Linked DNA regions of Mus musculus: all the other regions are linked to region 2. A link is a contact called in public Micro-C and promoter capture Hi-C data. All regions are on one chromosome and are shown on one strand. The core of a region is the stretch at or near the end of the contact, and the rest is flanking DNA. Distances in the headings are between cores, read along the strand shown.

What was found. Promoter capture Hi-C pulls out the DNA fragments that hold promoters and counts their contacts. A called contact is a pair of places that touch in the nucleus more often than the background predicts.
Region 1: a contact with region 2 is called in a promoter capture Hi-C map of liver, with 2.2 times the contacts expected there. The contact joins the enhancer-like site here to the promoter of Cks2 in region 2. A contact is called at or near these places in 8 of 39 promoter capture datasets (the 3T3-L1 cell line, 3T3-L1-derived adipocytes, the HPC-7 cell line and 5 more), 1 of 484 Hi-C or Micro-C datasets (the G1E-ER4 cell line) and 7 of 115 datasets of contacts at active chromatin or transcription factors (embryonic hindbrain and embryonic stem cells).
Region 3: a contact with region 2 is called in a Micro-C map of the G1E-ER4 cell line, with 2.4 times the contacts expected there. The contact joins the enhancer-like site here to the promoter of Cks2 in region 2. A contact is called at or near these places in 1 of 39 promoter capture datasets (hematopoietic stem and progenitor cells), 2 of 484 Hi-C or Micro-C datasets (the Ba/F3 cell line and the G1E-ER4 cell line) and 3 of 115 datasets of contacts at active chromatin or transcription factors (effector CD8 T cells, memory CD8 T cells and pancreatic cancer cells).

What each region holds. Positions count from the first base shown.
Region 1 is chr13:51,135,592-51,138,442 of GRCm38.p6, forward strand. All of the region lies in intron 3 of Spin1 (spindlin 1), which reads left to right. Among named protein-coding and RNA genes, the nearest start is that of Nxnl2, 34 kb to the right of the region's middle. Within about 2 kb of position 1,595, at least 44 of the 459 cell types and tissues checked have an H3K27ac peak or open chromatin away from gene starts, as enhancers often do. A contact at or near this core is called in liver, where this site is marked.
Region 2 is chr13:51,643,816-51,646,517 of GRCm38.p6, forward strand. Cks2 (CDC28 protein kinase regulatory subunit 2) reads left to right here and starts at 1,417. Exons shown (of 3, transcript NM_025415.3): 1 at 1,417-1,656. The coding sequence starts at 1,598.
Region 3 is chr13:51,974,656-51,977,355 of GRCm38.p6, forward strand. No RefSeq gene overlaps it. Among named protein-coding and RNA genes, the nearest start is that of Gm40948, 110 kb to the right of the region's middle. Within about 2 kb of position 1,351, at least 181 of the 459 cell types and tissues checked have an H3K27ac peak or open chromatin away from gene starts, as enhancers often do. A contact at or near this core is called in the Ba/F3 cell line, the G1E-ER4 cell line and pancreatic cancer cells, where this site is marked.

The sequences.
Region 1 (2,851 bases), core at 345-2,844, 510 kb before region 2:
CATACTGTGGAAATAAAAGCCATCTACAGATTCGGTGCAATCTCCATCACAATCCCAGTGATGTTTCTTGTGCAGAACTAGAAAAATACCCCTCCTAATTCATATGGAAGTAGCAGAGATTCAAAATGGACAAAGCACTCCTAAGAAGAAATAACAGTGTCTCTTGTTTAGGATTTGGGAAGTTACAATGACCCATGTTGAAGTTAGGAACCTGGTATGTATGACCAAATTGTTTCCTTGGTCAGATGAGGCACCTGCCTTAGCCTTTGTTGTGAACCTGTTCTATGGAGGGGAGTGCACTGGGATATGGGTGTAAAAATTTAATGGTTTATGACTGTTGCCTGAAGACAAAGGTAAAAACTGAGAAGATCTGGTGTTCTGAGACCTGTCTAAGGACCCATTCTCACCCCTGAGGAGGACAGGTGCTTGTTCCTAGACACTTCACATGCCTAGAAGTCCTCTTTTGAGTCTGAGTGTTATTTAGTAGTTAGAAGCTTTTCTTCTCTTTTAATACTGGTTGTGTGAGTGGAAAGAGATTGAAAATTGTGTTAAATCTATAGTGTCAAAACAGTTACATATTTTGATTGATTCTCAAATACTATGAGATTGACATGAGTCCCTTACACCTGAAGTTGACCTGGGAGGATTTGTGATTATTGGATGGGATCAAGAAAGTATGTCCTGTATAAAATAGTCTGCAGACAATAATATTTTCACAATTTATTGCCATAAAATACACAATTTATTTTTAAGTAGACAAAATATGTGAGACCTGCACAAAGCACTTTAAAACTTGCTGTTGTCAGAGACACATAAACACGTGTGTAAGCACATGTGTAAACACATGTAAAGATGCAGCACCCTATCGTAGTACTGTTAGCCACAGCCACCAGCCTGCCACTCCAGGCTCCTCAGCTACTTCCTCTTGGTAGGGGAACTAGAGTCTTGTGAGGTCTACTAGAATCGCCACCATCCATTGCTGCCCACCCCCACAGGAGCAGTTGTCCCCATTGAATTAGCAATCTCAGTACTAAGTGACTTTGTGGGAACTAGTGAGTTAGCTCAGAGAGAGAAGGCGCTTGCCTCATAAGCCTGGTGACTTGGTTTCCACTCCCTAAACACATGTAATGTGTAAGAAGAAAACCAACTCCACATTGTGGTGTGCACACACTTATGTGCATACATGCTGTTTATGTTGGCCTTTGACAGCAGACTGTGCAGCGTCTGTTGTAGTCCTTACACCTGCCACCTCAGGTTTTACCCCTGCCTCCCTTCACCACTCAGGTTTGTATTAACGGAAACCCATGCGTCCGTTTCCTCACATGCCTCTCAGTTGTCTGTCTGTTTTCTTGCCTAGCTCTTTCATGTTGTGTCTTACCTGGCTATCTTCCCATTTTGTGGCACATGTTCCTATGTAAGGATTCTCTGGAGCAAGAGAACCAGTAAGTAGGAGATAGAAGAGAATGAAATAATGAGAATCTGAGTCATGCAATATAGAGGAGGCAAGAAGTCCTCTCAGTGTGCAGTGTGTGAGCCAGGAATGCTGATGGCAGAGTTCAGTCCTAGTTCAAGGCTGGAGAACCAGGAGCCAGAAAACCATCTTCCTGCCTGTTGTGTCCAGGCCCTCAGCAGGCTGAGTGAAGCCCATTTGCACTGCTGAGGTCACATTGTTTTTCCTCAGTCCAGTAGTTCAAATACTGACCCCTTTCCAGAACATTCTCAGACAACACCCAGAAACAAACATCCAACCTGGGCACTTCTTGGCACAGTCAACTGGACAGCGTCTCTTTCCTTTGCTTAGTGCCATTAACCATTTTATCTAATACATGGATATATTTTCCTGGCCAGCCTCTACTGCCAATCACAACTCAATCAAGAACATTTCTTCTTTAAGGTGCTTTTGCATATTGTCCAGCAGGACTCCAGGGCTGGAAGGGAGGGGAGAAGATAAGCAGATGCCCCCTTTGCCCCAGACTTCCCTAGCTTCCTCAGCTCAGCGCATGCTGGCTGATTTCAAACAGGGCTTTTCCTTAGCCACCTGGGTCTATTTATTGCTTTGTCTGTCTTTTTTTTTTTTTTTTTTTTTTTTTCTCCCCTGGATCTGCCTCTGGACTTTATTTCCTGGCTCTATTCATACCCAGCTTAGTTAGGGTTTTACACTCCAGTGGGGTGGCCTGGGGACATGGCTCTCCCTAGGAGGAAGGTGTGCTGCTTTGAGGGCAGGGGTGGGGGAAGAGGTGTGGAGGTGTCTGGCTTCTAGGAGCTGCACTTTCCCCACTCCTTTTCCCAGTTCCACAGTGCCTCAGCTCCTCCCTCCCTCCTTCCCTCCCTCCCTCCCTCCCTCCCTCCCTCCCTCCCAATGCTTACTTCCTCTGAAGTCCTTCCTCATGGTTTCAAGAGACCATTGTTTCCAGAACCTCTGGCAAAACTAAGGGCATGCAAACAATGCATTTCTTTTATATATTTTTAGCTACTGTAACTATGATTTCTTTTTTTTTTCTTTTTTTTAAGAAATTAATTGTAATTGTCATGCATCTTTGTAAAACGGGAAGGAAACCTCTTCAGCCCTGTTTGACTCTCGGCACATCGCAGCAACTGTCAAGTTGGTGTGGCTTGTGTTGCGTCCAAGTCTTGTCCTTTGTCCTTCTATTTCAAAGTGAAATGAAGTGTGGCCTCTCCCCTCCCTCCCCCGCCCCCCCCCCCCCAATGTCAGAAGCCAGGATAGGGGCCCGGGCAGATGACTGAGTGGGTAAAGTGCTTTCTTAATAAGCACGAGGACCTGTGTTTGGGTCCTCAGATGGACCATTTGTTTCTAACTTCAGTTGTTTGGGGTGTGGCAGAGATGTGTGGA
Region 2 (2,702 bases), core at 167-2,666:
AGTTAAGGATCACCACTTGCATCAAAGGGCTGCAGCATCAGGAAGGTTGAGAACCACTGCTTAGATAGTAATTAAAGATCTTTCAGAACAGAACTCATACCTCCATATTATTTGTGTTATAGAGTGTATGCTTACATCCTCCTATTTACATGTTGAAATTTTAATCCCACCTGTTGTCTCACGTGATAATATCGGTAGGCAATTAGCACCTTTATTATTTTAGTGCTAAAAATAACTTTAAAGTTGTGCAAGAAGTCAGACGATCTTGTGTTCTCTTTAACTGAGGGCCAAGTGAAGTCGGGAAACCTGTCGTTAAAAGATTGCAGGCACCTGATTACCCAACTCTATAAAAAAATAAAATTGTAGTTACATGCTGACTTCCGTTTTTATTATTTTAGACAGGATCACACTTTGCTATCCTACCATCTGTTAAAGATATTAGGCTGAAGCTGGACGGTGATGGGGCATCCACTTTTAATCCCAGCACTGGGGAGGCAGGGGCAGGAGGATCGCTGAGTTTGAGGCCAGCTTGGTGTACAGAGCGAGTTCCAGGATAGCCAGGGCTACACAGAGAAACTCTGTCTCAAAAACAAAACAAAACAAAACAAAACAAAAAACAGCCGGGCGGTGGTGGCGCACGCCTTTAATCCCAGCATTTGGGAGGCAGAGGCAAATGGATTTCTGAGTTCGAGGCCAGCCTGGTTTACAGAGTGAGTTCCAGGACAGCCAGAGCTACACAGGAAAAGCCAGTCTCCGAAAAAACAAAAACCAAACCAAACTAAAAAAAAAAAAGGAGGAGGGAGGGGTGTTGACCTGGCATTGGAGTACAGGGATTAAAGGTGTGGGCCAGTACGCCCAGCTGCCGTGGGTTACTTTGTTATCCTAACAGCCACACCAGAGCAATTCATCCACTGCAACAAATCGCAAAAATATTAAAAGAAAAATGACACCTGCTCATTGTAGAAAATGGTTGTTATATGTAACTTGCTGCACGAAACCACGACTTAACACCCTTTCAACTTCCTTTTACATGAGCACATCTTTTTAAGATGGGACTAGCTCGCAGCCAAGCGTAATTAGCGTTGCCATCAGGGGCAGCGGAGGGCACCTTACCCTCTGGAACGCTCCGCAGCTGGACTTCCCTGACCACAGAGACCGCCCCCCAGGCGTCTCGTGCCGCTCCGGCCCCCAGAGCCCCGGATACCTCATCTCGTGTCCGCCCACCACCCAACGGTTCTGCCCCCAGGCACGTTCTAAACCACTGCGCACGCGCTGCGAGGCACTTAACGACTCGGCTCCGCCCTTCTCAATATCTCTTGGGGTCGCCGGGCGCTCCTCGCTGAATCGTTAGCCAATCCTTACTCCCGCCCTCGCAATCTTGCAACAGGCTTCTGATTGGTTACCTGTCCTCGAGGTCTGCGCGGAGCGTGATTGGTTGGTGGCTTCGCCCAATCGGCGGAGGGCTGTCGGATTCAAATCCAGAGCGTTGGGCCTGCGGTCGTTGGCCTCATTCGAGTCGTTGCGTCGGCCCTAGGCGGACGTAGAGCCCCTTGCGCCCGGTTTCCTGATCCCGCTTACTCCTCTGCGCGCCGGCAGGATGGCCCACAAGCAGATCTACTACTCAGACAAGTACTTCGATGAGCACTACGAGTACCGGTGAGGAGCGCCTGCGGAGGAGGGCCGCGCTGGGAGGTCAGACCTGGTGGTCGGGACTCGGACCCCCTTAGAGGCCTCCGTCCGTCCGGGCAGCCTTGCTTTGTGTAGTGTTGCGGGGATCGCAGGAGATGGGGAGTCGTTAGATGGGTGGGCAGCGCCTAGTCTGGGAGTTCACGACCGCAAACCGCACTGGCCCGGACTGGCCGGGAGGGGAAGTCCCCGGAAACGCACCCGACGGGCATTATCGAGTGTCTGATGGGTAACGGCTCCAGACGCTGTAACACGGGGCGTTGTTAAAGGGCTTCAAGATCAAATTGAAAACTCGAGATTGCCTTCGGAAGGATTGGGGTGGTGGTGGCTACGTTACCTTCAACTGCTAGTCCATATTGGCCACGTTTGGGGCTTTTGAGGAAGTTTTGAGTTTTAAATCCTGAGATGCGCAGGAAGGTAGTACCTACGTTAATATAATTAGCAAATGGGATTGTGGAAAGTAAGGGAGGATTGTAGTTAACTTTATTGTATCCCTTATGACTTGGGGTGTGGTTTCAAAGGCCTTTCCGTCGCTGGGTTCTTCTGGGTTGGGATTAGAGCGTTGCATTCTGGGACACAGTCAAGGACTCCAGGTGGGTAAAACCTGTTCCTCCCTTGGGCAAATAGTGACCTTGTTTTCTGTTTGCTGCCCTTTTAGGTTAGTGTCCAGAATGCTGTTTGAGGGATGAGACACTTTTTAAAAGAGTGGCTTCACCGCCCCACCCCCCATTCTCTCAGTCCGCTAGTGTAGAAGTCTTCACAGCCAGAAAACTTTTTCCAGGCTGTTTGACGATGCACTAATGCTATAAACTTGAATGTTCTTAAGTAGGGAAGTCTCATGGGTTTTTTTTTTCCCCCTTACTAAAAAATTTAAATACATAACAGTCTTTACATAGTAATTACAAACTTCACAATGGTAACCATGTGATAATTGGCTTAATATTTGGTCGTTATAGTAACTCAGAACTTGGTTTGGAAATATCCAAAAATGACCGAAAGTAATTGTACTGTCTTTC
Region 3 (2,700 bases), core at 101-2,600, 330 kb after region 2:
TCTCAGTGGAGAAGGCTCAGGTAGTGTGCAGCCAGCCCGAGCTTTGATGCAGAACAGGAGAGGCCGCACTTTGGTTTTCATACTTAGGCTCCTGACTGGATCTCAATGAAGCCACAGCCCAATCCCCCAAACAGGGTTCCCAGTGCACTATGAAGCTAGCTGCCAGCCCAGCCCAGCCAAGAACCCTGGAGGCTGCAGACACATGTTGGCTCTCTTTCAGGACTTGTGGTGGTCTTCTTCCCTCCCCAGTCTCGCAGGTTTTATTTGAAAGACCTGAGCCCCAGCTTTCAACTCCTTCCTCAGCTCTCTGATAAAAAGCAAACAGAATCAGCTCTTACAGCTTTGCCTGGAGCTGAGGCTCACACCGCCCACAAAGGCAGGCAGGCCATCAAAGCACTGGAGCTCAGGTGTGTGGCCTGAGACCAAGGTGCAGGTGGGAAGGAGACTGTGTGTGTCCCAGCAATGGCTCTGGCATCCTCCAGGGTCATTTTCTTCAGCTGCGGCCCCTATGCCAGGCCTGTGGCCACTGCCCTGGCTGTGCCTGACCTTCTTGCAGACCCGTCTTGAGTGCCAGCAAACCCTGCAGACAGCCTGATACCTGCAGACAACATCTTAATTGCCCTGTAAGACAGTTTGGCTGCTGAGCCCCTTTTGTGGGCAGGCACAGTTTGAACTTCAAAGAGTTTTGTAAAGTTTACCACAGCCCTAGGAGCGACAGGATAATTTTGGTGTCGTTGGAGAGGAGGCTTGGCGGGGCTCCTAACTCTGCTCTGGTCTACAAGCCCCAGGGGCACCCTGGTCTGTGGGACTCACCCAATGAAGCCCTCTTCCCAACCAGGGAAGGCCGCCAACTCCGCTTCAATGGCGCCTGACTCCAGTTCTACCACAAGGCTGGGCCAGGGCGTGGGTTGGAGACCCAGCTGAGTTCCCTGCTCCCCAGAGACCTTGGAGGAAGCAAGCCACACACCGGTATGTCTGGAGAGGCGTGTGCTGATTCTCGGGCTCACCCCAGGAAGAAAAACCTGTGCCTCTTCACCTTCCAAAGCAGTGAGATGTCAGAAGATAACTCACTCATAAACCAGGAGATGGTAATCCTGGAGTCAGACTCTGCTGGACTTTGGGTAAGGGTAGCATGGCACAGGCATTCTCAGATCCAGTTTCTCTACCTCAGCAGTGAGGCTGGCATTTGGTGGTTTACTACCTCTCTTTGGGAGGAGGCATGCCTGTGACATGCCTGTCCCCGACTCTCATGGGACCAGGGAGCATTGAGCGTCCTCTGCCTGGTGGGCTCCCAGCTCCTGCAAACAGAGGCTTCTGACTGGAGTTTGAGGAATGCAGGGAGGCCTGGGCGGAGCTACTGCAGACTAGGGGAGCCCTGGGGAGCAGCTGCCACAAACTGGAGCAGGGCTGGACCTTCCTCAACTATGGCAGGAATGTCAGCATGTACTCTTTGGGGTAGGAAGGCTGAAGCAGCCATTTTTAGCAGCTGTGTGGCCCAGCCCTTCCTTTGCCAATACGAAGGGCTGGGTGGCTCCAGGCCACAGCTCTGGAATGTGACAGGTCACACTGTACTTTATGGTGGTGGCAGGGGACAAAGTATGAAGAAGCCAGGAGGCAGAGGGAGAGCATGCATGCACCCAGGGGACCCGCCCTGCCCTGGTAAGACTCTTATCAGCACACTCCAGCTGTGCAGAAGCTTGCCCCCCCCCCCCTTCCTGTGGACACAGACCCTCATGCCTGCCCTGCAGGCCTTTGGCCTTCGAGAACTCTCAGAACCAATTGAAAGGCACCCAGTGCTGTGGGGCTGGTGTGCAAGGCGAGGCCTTAAAGTATCCTGAGGACTACTTGCTGTCCCCATCCATGGTCACTCTGCTGGCCAGCTGCCAGCCTCCTTAAGGATCCTTTAGATTAAAACAGGTTTTAGAGGCAAGCAGGCTGAGATGTAATCTGACTTCACCTCCAACATGAATAGGATTTTTATTGTTTCGCTGATGGTTATTGGAGAAGGGGGTCTGGGGACAGTGACTCTGGGGAGGGTCGGTCTTGGGAATGGGCAGGCCTTCAGCAGTGAGATGCCAAGGAAGAAAGGAAGACTGGGGAGCTCCAGCTGGCAGGGTTAAATATTGGAGCCACGGGCTGCCTTAGGCCTTAGCAGAAAGCTGACACAGAGAAGGTGACAGCAGGACTTGTTCCTGCTGCTAGAGGGGACAGAGGGCGGACTGACAATTTGCTCAGAGCCTGCAGCAGCTTCCCTCTCCTCCCTGCCTTTCCTACCTGGGTCAAAGTGGCTTTTCTAGGTCACTTTCACAACAGTCTTCCTTGTAGCTGGCCCCAGAAGGAGAAGGGAGGCTTCACGCTGGAGCAGCTGCTGCCAGGGCCCTGCACAACCCTGGTGGTAGAACAAATCTGTATCAAGATTAGCATACAAAGGAAGCTCTTTCCCACCTGGCATCAGACAACAAATGGAGCACACTTAGTTTGCAGAAAAAGAATGGAAGTCCTTTCTCACCCATACTTCACCCACAAACGAAGCATGGGCAAGAAGCTGTGTAATGTCCTAGAAAGGTCTGGTGCCCTGTGGCCCAAGCTTTACCTTTGGCTCACTGGCTCACTTGTACCCTAGTCTCAGGGGTGCTTTCCCTTTCGTAGCAAGTTATCTTTCTACTTCTTATTTTATGTTTAAAATGGTGTGTGTCTGTG